2 separate regions of the Sus scrofa genome follow, and region 1 is linked to region 2. The links are chromatin contacts, called in public promoter capture Hi-C maps. All regions are on one chromosome and are shown on one strand. Each heading gives the region's core, a stretch centred on a gene start, on an enhancer-like site or on the middle of the called end of the contact. The rest is flanking DNA. Distances are from core to core; before and after follow the strand shown. Region 1 holds the start of PLP2 (proteolipid protein 2). Region 2 holds the start of PIM2 (serine/threonine-protein kinase pim-2).

Region 1 (4,282 bases), core at 630-3,129, 220 kb after region 2:
AGGTTTTTATCCTTATGCAGATGATGTAGTGGGGGAGGGGTAGACAGATGTCAGAAAAGAAAAGACAAGAATAAATAAAAGATCATTTCAGAGAGAAGCGAGAATTGTGAAGAAAGCCAAAGGTTATGGTGGGAGAGGTAATGATGGTGGCTGCTGGCCTCTTTGAAGACACAATATCTGAGCTGGGACCTGAATGATCAGAAGCCACATGTCTGGGGAGTTCCTGTCGTGGCTCAGCAGAAACGAATCGACTAGGAACCATGAGGATGCAGGTTCAATCCCTGGCTTGCTCAGTGGGTTAAGGATCCGGCATTGCTGTGAGCTGTGGTGTAGGTCGCAGGTGTGGCTCAGATCTCTCATTGCTGTGGCTGTGGTGTAGGCCGGCAGCCATAGCTCTGATTGGACCCCTAGCCTGGGACCTCCATATGCTGTGGGTGCGGCCCTAAAAAGACCAAAAAAAAAAAAAAAAAAAGAAGAAGAAGCTAGGTGTCTGAAGGGCTGGGAAAAGGATATTGACAGCTGTGGGGACAGCAAGTTCAAAGGCCCTGATGCAGAGCAGGGTTTGTTCTGTTCTAGAAACTCAGGCACGTCCTCAAAGAGTTGGAAAGCACACAGTTGGCTCTGGGAAGTGTGCTTCATGCCTTCCACTATCCAATCACTCTTCAGGCAACCTGGGCTGAAAGAGGGGAGCCCCTTCTGTGGTTGTGTGGGACTCCGGGTTGGGGACGGAAAGCAGACCGGCCTTGGTTGAACCATCCTGGCCTTCCAATGAGATGAGAATGAAAGCAACACCCACTCTGGAGGGTGTGCCCCTCAGCACATCTTGGGGGAGATCCTGATGCCCGTGACCAGGTGCATGTCGCAGATGCAGAAATTGAGGCTGAGTCAGGAGAAATTACTCGCTCAGGATAACACGCTCTTCAAATGTCATCAGCCTGTTCACCGAGCCTGGCACCCAAGAGCCTTGCCCTCATCTTGCCAAGCTCCCAGCAATAAATAAGCCTGTCCTCCTTCCCCATTCTTCATCTGGGACTGGGCTGACAGACCCTTTACTTAGAAGCAGGAAACAGAAGCTCAGCACTTAGGGCCAAGACCTCCCCAGAATTGCAGAACAGAGAATCATATCTTGGGCTCTGACACTATTAAAAAAGTCCACCCTCATCTACTCAGCAGCGTGATGCTCCACAGGCTCTGTTCTCTCTCTGTCTCGGGTCTGTGCACTGGCGAGGTCCCATTCCCATTGCTACTAAGAGGTTTATTCCACCGTCTATGACCTTTTGTCCACAATTCCAAAATCCAAAAAAACTCCAGAGACCCACAGTTTTCCCACAAAGTTGGGCACCATTTGGTTCATTTGGTTACAAAACTTGACTTAACCAGGAGTGATTTTTGGTCCTGGCTTATCCCACTTGCTGTGAACGGCCACACCATTCCATGAGGAAATAACGTGTTTGTTTGTTAGTTTTTAACCGGGCAGTCTCAGACACCGCTGAGAAAAGTCATATATCTTATATGCACTGGGAAAACTCTCTAAACCCCGAAATATGCTGAATTCTGAAAACGGACCTGAATTTAACCCTGGCTTTGGCCCTTTTTCCAGCTAAGGAAACTGAGGCACTCCCTCCCCAAAGCCAAAACATTTCTGAGTTGAGGCAGCCCCAGGCACATTTGTATTCTAAAAACGGGAAGGGTCGTCTCCTTTCAACACACGTTACGAGGAACTGCCGAGCCTCAGAAGCTGGTAGTTCCCCCCCCCCGCCGCCCGAGATGGGGCGCCCCGGGGCGGGGTGGGGGGCGCTGTGCGCTGTGCGCTGGGCAAGGAGAATCCTTGGCGGGCGGGGCGAGGGGCTTCCGGGGCGGCAGCCACCTGGCCCAGCCCGCTCCGGCCCCGCCCGCTTCTGCTCCGCGCGGTGATTCACTCCCTCCTTCGCCCCGGGGCCCCCTTCCCGGCCAGACGGCGGGGAAGACGGTTGGGTGTGCAGCGTCCTCGAACCCGCAAGCAAGCGAGCAGCTCCTCGGCGCCCTTCGGGACTCAGGTCCACGCCATGGCGGATTCCGAGCGCCTCTCGGCCCCGGGCTGCTGGGCCGCCTGCACCAACTTCTCGCGCACCCGAAAGGGATTTGTCCTGTTGGCTGAGATTGTAAGTGTCCTGGGACTGGCTGGTGGGCAAAGGCGGGTGGAGTGGCTGGATCACGCGGACTGGGGCAGCCCCGGGGGAGGCAGGCTCGCGGCCGCGGGTGATCGGCAGTGGGGCGCGGGGTGGGTGGGTCGGTGACGGAGGCCCGAAACCAGGGGCACATGCAGGGCGAGTCAGTGAGGTTTGGAGAAGGTGGTCGGCAGCTGCTGGCCCATGGAGTCAGGCACGAGGCCCACAGGGCATACGGGCGACCCCGCGGAAGGAGACCCCGTAGATTCATTAGTGGACTCATAGAAGGGGTTCCCGGGGCTGGGTGGTGGGGGATCCTCCCGTGGCAGGGCGTGGCGCGGCCTGGGCAGTGGCGGGCGGGCTGGCAGAGCGCCCAGGGGCGGGACCTGTTGGGGTGGGGCCCCCGCGCGCGCTTGTCCCGCGGGGCAGGGCCACCCGTCCTACCCCAGTTCTTCCTCGCTCCTCTGTGACGGGGCGGGAGGTCCTTAGCTATTGGGGCCGCTCGGGAGCCTCGGTTTCCCACCCCCGGCAAAGGGGGTGCCTCCTTTGAGTCGCTCGTAAAAGAGGTGCGGCGCCTTTAACAGAGCCCTGCCCCTCCGGTGTCACTCGCACCGATTCCCAAAGGGGTTGCCCGGGGAACCGCACGTCCCGCCCCGTCAAAGCCCTGAAGCTGGCGCCAGCAGCGCTCACAAAAACCACCTGAAGGCACCACTCCCCTTGGGCTATCCTAGAAGGGAAAAGAGGGGAAACTGAGGCACCCAACCCTACCCCTCCCTAGCTAGGTGACCCTGGATAAGTTACCTCGTGTCTCTCTGTTCCTCTCTTTTCTCATCTATGACATAAAGGTATTAATAATAGTACCTGGCTCATTAGGTTGTTGCGATGATTGAGGGAATTAATACCTGTACAGCTCTTAGAACAATATCCCAAACACAGTATGCACACATTAAGTGTTTAGCTATTGGTCATCTTCCCAGTCCTGGTGGGCATCTGAGTTTGAGACCCTCCCCACCCCCAATTTAAACCCACGCCCTCAGCCCTTGGAGTCGATCGATCGAAGCCCCCTTTCGCCTATCTTTCCAGGTAGTGTGCCTGGTGATTCTGATCTGCTTCAGTGCCGCGACGTCAGGATTCTCTTTCCTGTCGGTGATAGAGATGATCTTTGCTGCTGTCTTCTTTGTCATCTACATGTGTGACCTGCACACCAAGATACAAATCATCAACTGGCCTTGGAGTGTGAGAAAGGGGCCACAATGACCAGGCTAGGGAGGGGCTTGGGGAGGGGGGGGATTTTGAATGCTGACTTTCCTCTTCTCCCTGCCCTTCACAGGATTTCTTCCGAACCCTCATAGCAGCCATCCTCTACCTGATCACCTCCATCCTTGTGCTCGTGGAGGGAGGACACAGCTCCAAAATTGCCGCAGGGGTAAAGGCTGTGGCTCTGAAGCACTGGGAGAGGGGTTTGAGGCTCCCGGGGCCATTTGTGTCTCTGCTTCTGTCAGAAAGTGTGTGACCCACAGGAGGTCACACCTGTCCTCAGGGCCTCCTGCAGAAAAGGCTGACTCAGGTCCTGGTTTTCCTCCCCCAAGTGTCATTGGCAATAAAGGGCCACAATTTGTCCAACACAGGGACTTGTGTGGGAAGCACAATGAGACGGCCCCTTTGTCAATACACTAGACTACCATCTGCTAGAGCTTTGTCTCCGTGTACAGTATGAATGGGGCCGCCTATATATGGGGCCACTCTGTGGCTGCACTGTGTTGAGAGGTACTAGGAAGGGGGAGGGTGGGGGTAGAGACTCATCTCTGGCCTTTCCCTGGGGCTCTCTGACTTCTCAACCTGGGGCTTTAGTCATCATCCCTGCGTGGGGTAGTCATTGAAGGTGGTAGGTACAAGGAAGTAAAAGAATGAGGAGTGTGACCTGCCCTAATCCAACCCACCTCCTTCTCATCACCCTCTCCAGGTACTGGGCCTACTGGCTGCATGCTTGTTTGGCTACGATGCCTACATTACTTTCCCCTTGAGGCAGCAAAGACATACAGCAGCCCCTACTGGTAAGTGTGTGGGTGTGTTGGGGGGGGGGGGGCGGTGTGGTTAAGGGGACTGAGAAAGCAAGAGGTCTTCCAAGAGCACGA
Region 2 (4,565 bases), core at 379-2,878:
TAACGGCAGAAGAGAAGCAGCCACCGTCACCATGGCAACCAGTGACCTCTGCCCCTCTTTCCTCACCAGCATGCCCCGCGGGCAGCCCCCGAGGCAGTGTTTGGAAGGAGGATGAGAAAGGAGGGTGGGAGGGGAGAATCCAGGGCTCTAGGGGAACTGGAGTGAGTCAGAACTGTATGGAGGTGTGGATGTCACCACAGGGGAGTAAACATGGGCTGGTAGGAGTGTTCTTCTCACCGTTACAGGGCCCAGAGAGTCATACAAACCATAGAAAGGCGAAATCCATCGTCAGAGATGGCGTCGCCAGGTCAAAAAGGACTCCAAAGATACTCACCAAGGGGGACCAGCCCAGCACGCGATTCCGGGGGATCACTTTGATGGCCACCTGAAGAAGTGAGCTGAGCTGAAGGGGCCAGCAGAGAACCCCCAGACCCCTCCCAGTCTGGACCCTCTTCGCCCTAGTCTTTCTGGTCCCAACCACTCCACGCCGCAACCTCAAATGAGCTGGAGCTTCTCCCCTGCCCTCCAGGTCCCCAGAAGCGAGTACACCTCTCCCACCATCTTTGGCCCTGGGCTCTCCCCCAGGCTTCAGGACCCCTCGCTCCGGGTGCGGAGTTCTGAATGTCCTAACACCCCAAGCCCTCGATTTCCCCAGCCCCAGGACTGTACGGGGGTGGGTTCTGATCCTCACGTCTCCATCCTGGACACCTGCCTCCAAAATCCCCCAAATCTCAGCTCTGGGTCCCCACCTTCCCACACATATACACCTCTCCTGGATTCCAAGGTCTAGAATCCTCATGATTTCCCCCCTCCCCCACTCCCCAGTCTCACTCTCGGGACCTCCACAATCCTTGCCTTGAACCCACCGCTCCGTTCCCCCCACATACCCACCTGGACCGCCCCCCCCCACGCCCGCGCGTCTGCGCGCGCACCCGCGCGCGCACCAGGATACCCCCAGTAACCCGGATCCCGGCCTTCATGACCCTAGCACACGCACATTGTACGCTTATTCTCTGGTCAATTAGCATCCCAGCCCCCGGGCTCCCGCCGCCGCCACACACACACCTGGCCCTCCCAAGACCCTCGTGGTGGATACCTGGAGTCGGTCTGTGACGCGATGTCCTGCGAAGACGGTGCCAAAGCCCCCCTTACCCAGGAGGGGGCCGAGTCGGTACTCGGCCTCGAACGCTTCTCGATCCTTGCCTCCTACGCAGGCGGAGGCGGGGAAGTCAGGGTGGCGGCGTGCAGAGGCCGGCCACGACCCTCTCCCCCTCCCCCCCGCGCCGCCCTCAATCACCCCAGCCCGCCCGGCCTGGTCGCCGTAGGGGAGCCTCTCTCACCTGGCGGCGGCGTGGGGGTCATGGGGGCCACGGGCAGCCCCTGCAGAGGCTTAGTCAACATGGAGGAGGAGCTGCGCAGATTGAGCCCGCTGAGCCCGCAGGGCGTGGACGCCCGGGGCAGCGAGGCTGGGGAGCCAGGACTGGGGGGCGCCAGGGTGGAAGGTAAGGAAACTGGTGGCCCAGAGGCGCCGGCAAACAGCGCGATGTTAAGATTCGCCGCGCGCGCCAGCCCCGACGCTACTGAGACAGGGCACGCGCCTCCCGAGAGAGTCGCCCCGGGCGACGGCCCCGCCCACTTGGCTTTGATCAATCCGGACGCGGCACCTGCTGCACCCCAGCCAATCGGAGCCAGTCCTTATTTGCATACCACCCTCAACGTTCCAAGCACCCTTATGCAAATACATGCCCGGATCTTCCTCGGGGGCGGGGCCTGCATGCAAATAAGGGGGGCGCGCGCGAAGAGGAAACTGGTTATGGGAATCCCTTTTGCAGCAACCGCGTTTGTTTTGGTTGTTGCGCAGGGTTGTTTTTATGTAAGTGTGTGTACGTGGATATATAAACTTAAAAAAAATTCAATGCACCGCCTCCTTTTCTAGGAAGTTGCTTTGCCGCCGCCGGAGATAACGCCAGGCCTTCTAAGGCTTCTAAGAATCCCGGCCGGTCTCCAAAGGGTGCTCCTCACACCAGAACCAGAGCCCTTTAGGCGACTGGCAGCCTCCGCCCGGAAACTGAAGCTGAGGATCCTGGAAGAACCTGTTCAGCCGTCAGGGAGGGCTAACCTCCCTCACCACCGTGGGAGGAGCACTGGTCAAGGGCAGTGTTCCCACACCCGGAGGCCACGGCCTGCGGGCTGTTTGTGCAGCCCTTAACCTAGACAGACCTGCCTAGACCTGGCTGTGAGCCCAGTCAGCAGATCTAGAATCTGGAATGGCGAATGGGGCGCGCGCGCGGGGGGGGGGGTTCTTGGGGATGGGAGCAAGCCAGAGTGGGGGTGGCTTCTTGGGCATGCTTCCGGATGAGAGAGACGGACTGAGAGAGCTCCGGGAGGTGGTCAAGTCACAGATTTGGGGAAAATAGCTCTCGTGCCGCAGGAAGAGAGACAGGCACTCCAAAGACACACACAGAACTGCCGCGAGAGAAATACACAAACATGTGCCGCCATTCATGTGAGCTTGTCCTAGACACACATGCAGATACCTACTGTCACACATAGACAGACATCCACTGTCAGGCAGGCATGCTGCCAGAGTCAAGTTCCAGAATGACACTCGAGAGATGCACTGTTACAGAAAGGCACTCCAGAGAGATTCACATAGACCTACATGTAACGAGGACACAGATATGTCCTGCCAGACACACAGCCAGAACTTGTGACGAAGACACTGGCACCATCAGACATGCAGTGTCACAGAAAAGACTTGTACTGTTCCAGAAACGAGAGACCCAGAGTCTGACACAGGAACACACACAAACACTCCAGAGACACACATGCACTGCTCCAAAGCCAGACATATACTTAGGTGCTAGAGCAACAGATAGGCAGTGTCACAAAAACAGACATGGACAGATCCAGTCACAGTCACAGACACACACATACAGCAGACGTGCAGCGCCGTCACTGACACTGTTCAGAAATAGCTACCCAGAGTCTGTCACAGGAATACAAACGGACGTGCACCCTATCAGACAGAAACCACACGTGCACTGTCACGGACAGACCCACACAGACATGCACTCATCTCAGAAACAAACTGTCAGAGACAGAATCTCACACCCAGTCACCATCTGACACACCTGGAAACAAGCCCTCGTCACACACACAAACACACACACGACCAGAGAAACACTCTGTGAGAGGCACATAGACTTGGACTCACCACAGTCACACAGTCACACACACACACACACACACACACCCAAAAAGCAAATACACACATGTACTCTCCCTTATTCATCCAACATTTATTAGGGGTCTACTGTAAGCCTGCGAGGCCCTAGAAGGGGTGCAGATAATTAAGAGATACACAGATAAGCCAGGCATCACAGCCCTTGCCCAGGAAGTTGATAGTACAGTTTACTGGGGAAGGAGTAGACATATTTGTAGATAGAAATGAGAATGTAGATGGGGTCACACAGGGCTTCTCAGAAGGAGACCCCTCTACCCATCTTGAGAGACAAGGTTGGAGGCTTGGGACAGGGGAAGGGCAAATTCCAGGCAGAGGCCAAGGAAACTGGACAGAGAAGCAAGATGAAGTAGGCAGGGGCCAAATGGTACAGAAACGTCAACATTAGGATAATAAATAAGAACACCTGCTAACATTTGAACTCTCAGAATGTGCCAGGCACCGTGCCACCAAACATTATGTTGACCATATGCACTCTCGATGCTCACACCCAGAGTGTGAGGTAGTAGACATTAATCACCCCCATCCTACACACACGACACTGGAAACTCAGAGAGCCTGTGATTTGACCAAGGCCACACAGAAAAAGCTGATAAGGTTTCAAACCAACTCTCCAACACATGTGCTTGACCAGTGGCTTCCACAGGGACACCCTGCGGACAGCCACACCCTCACCCGCAGAGCTGGACACACATTCTTCCACAGGGGCATTCTGGAAGGACATCAAAAAGACAACTGACAAAACCCGAGGGCCAGCCATCCTTCTCACCTTGGCTTTACCTCTAGGAAGGGCAGGGAAGGAAAGTGTCAAGAGAACTGGGGAACACGAAAAAAAGGTTTAGCTGTCCCCCAGTTTCTAAAACCTGGTGGGGGGTCGGGAGTCCCCTCTGGTCACTTCCACTAAACTCACGTTGATATGCAGTGACCGTCGTGCCTGTCCAAAGCACTTCCTCATCAAACAATCACAAGAGCAAACATGCTGGGGTGAGAGGCAGGCAGAGACACTGGAAGTTCGGCTCCTGCCATCGAGCTCTCAGTTCGAGGCTCCCATCACACCCCAGGAAATGGGCTGGGCAGGCTATAGCCTGGGCCGATACTGAGGCTTGGGCAGTTGGCCAAGACAGGTGATAACAGGTCCAAAAGGTGGTTTAGTAAACTGTGAATCAAATATGAACTCTGGGCCCCCAGAGAGACCCCACTGGAGAGCATGTGGCCCTTCAGAGGTCAAGCCAAGGCCTGTGCCATCGCTGCCTCTGACCAGAGGCCCACCCACCCCCTGCCCCACACAGAACAGAGGCGCTCGGGGGAAACTGACATTTGG

Evidence for each region. Promoter capture Hi-C pulls out the DNA fragments that hold promoters and counts their contacts.
Region 1: a promoter capture Hi-C map of fetal liver shows a contact between it and region 2, with 2.7 times the contacts expected there. The contact joins the promoter of PLP2 here to the promoter of PIM2 in region 2. A contact is called at or near these places in 1 of 5 promoter capture datasets (fetal liver) and 1 of 47 Hi-C or Micro-C datasets (heart right ventricle).

The regions. Positions count from the first base shown.
Region 1 is chrX:43,213,493-43,217,774 of Sscrofa11.1, forward strand. PLP2 (proteolipid protein 2) reads left to right here and starts at 1,880. Exons shown (of 5, transcript NM_001244435.1): 1 at 1,880-2,141; 2 at 3,231-3,383; 3 at 3,478-3,573; 4 at 4,111-4,201. The coding sequence starts at 2,046.
Region 2 is chrX:42,996,947-43,001,511 of Sscrofa11.1, forward strand. PIM2 (serine/threonine-protein kinase pim-2) reads right to left here and starts at 1,629. Exons shown (of 6, transcript XM_003360311.4): 1 at 1,341-1,629; 2 at 1,097-1,206; 3 at 335-385. The coding sequence starts at 1,401. It overlaps OTUD5 (OTU domain-containing protein 5), which reads right to left. Exons shown (of 9, transcript XM_003484107.4): 9 at 4,545-4,565.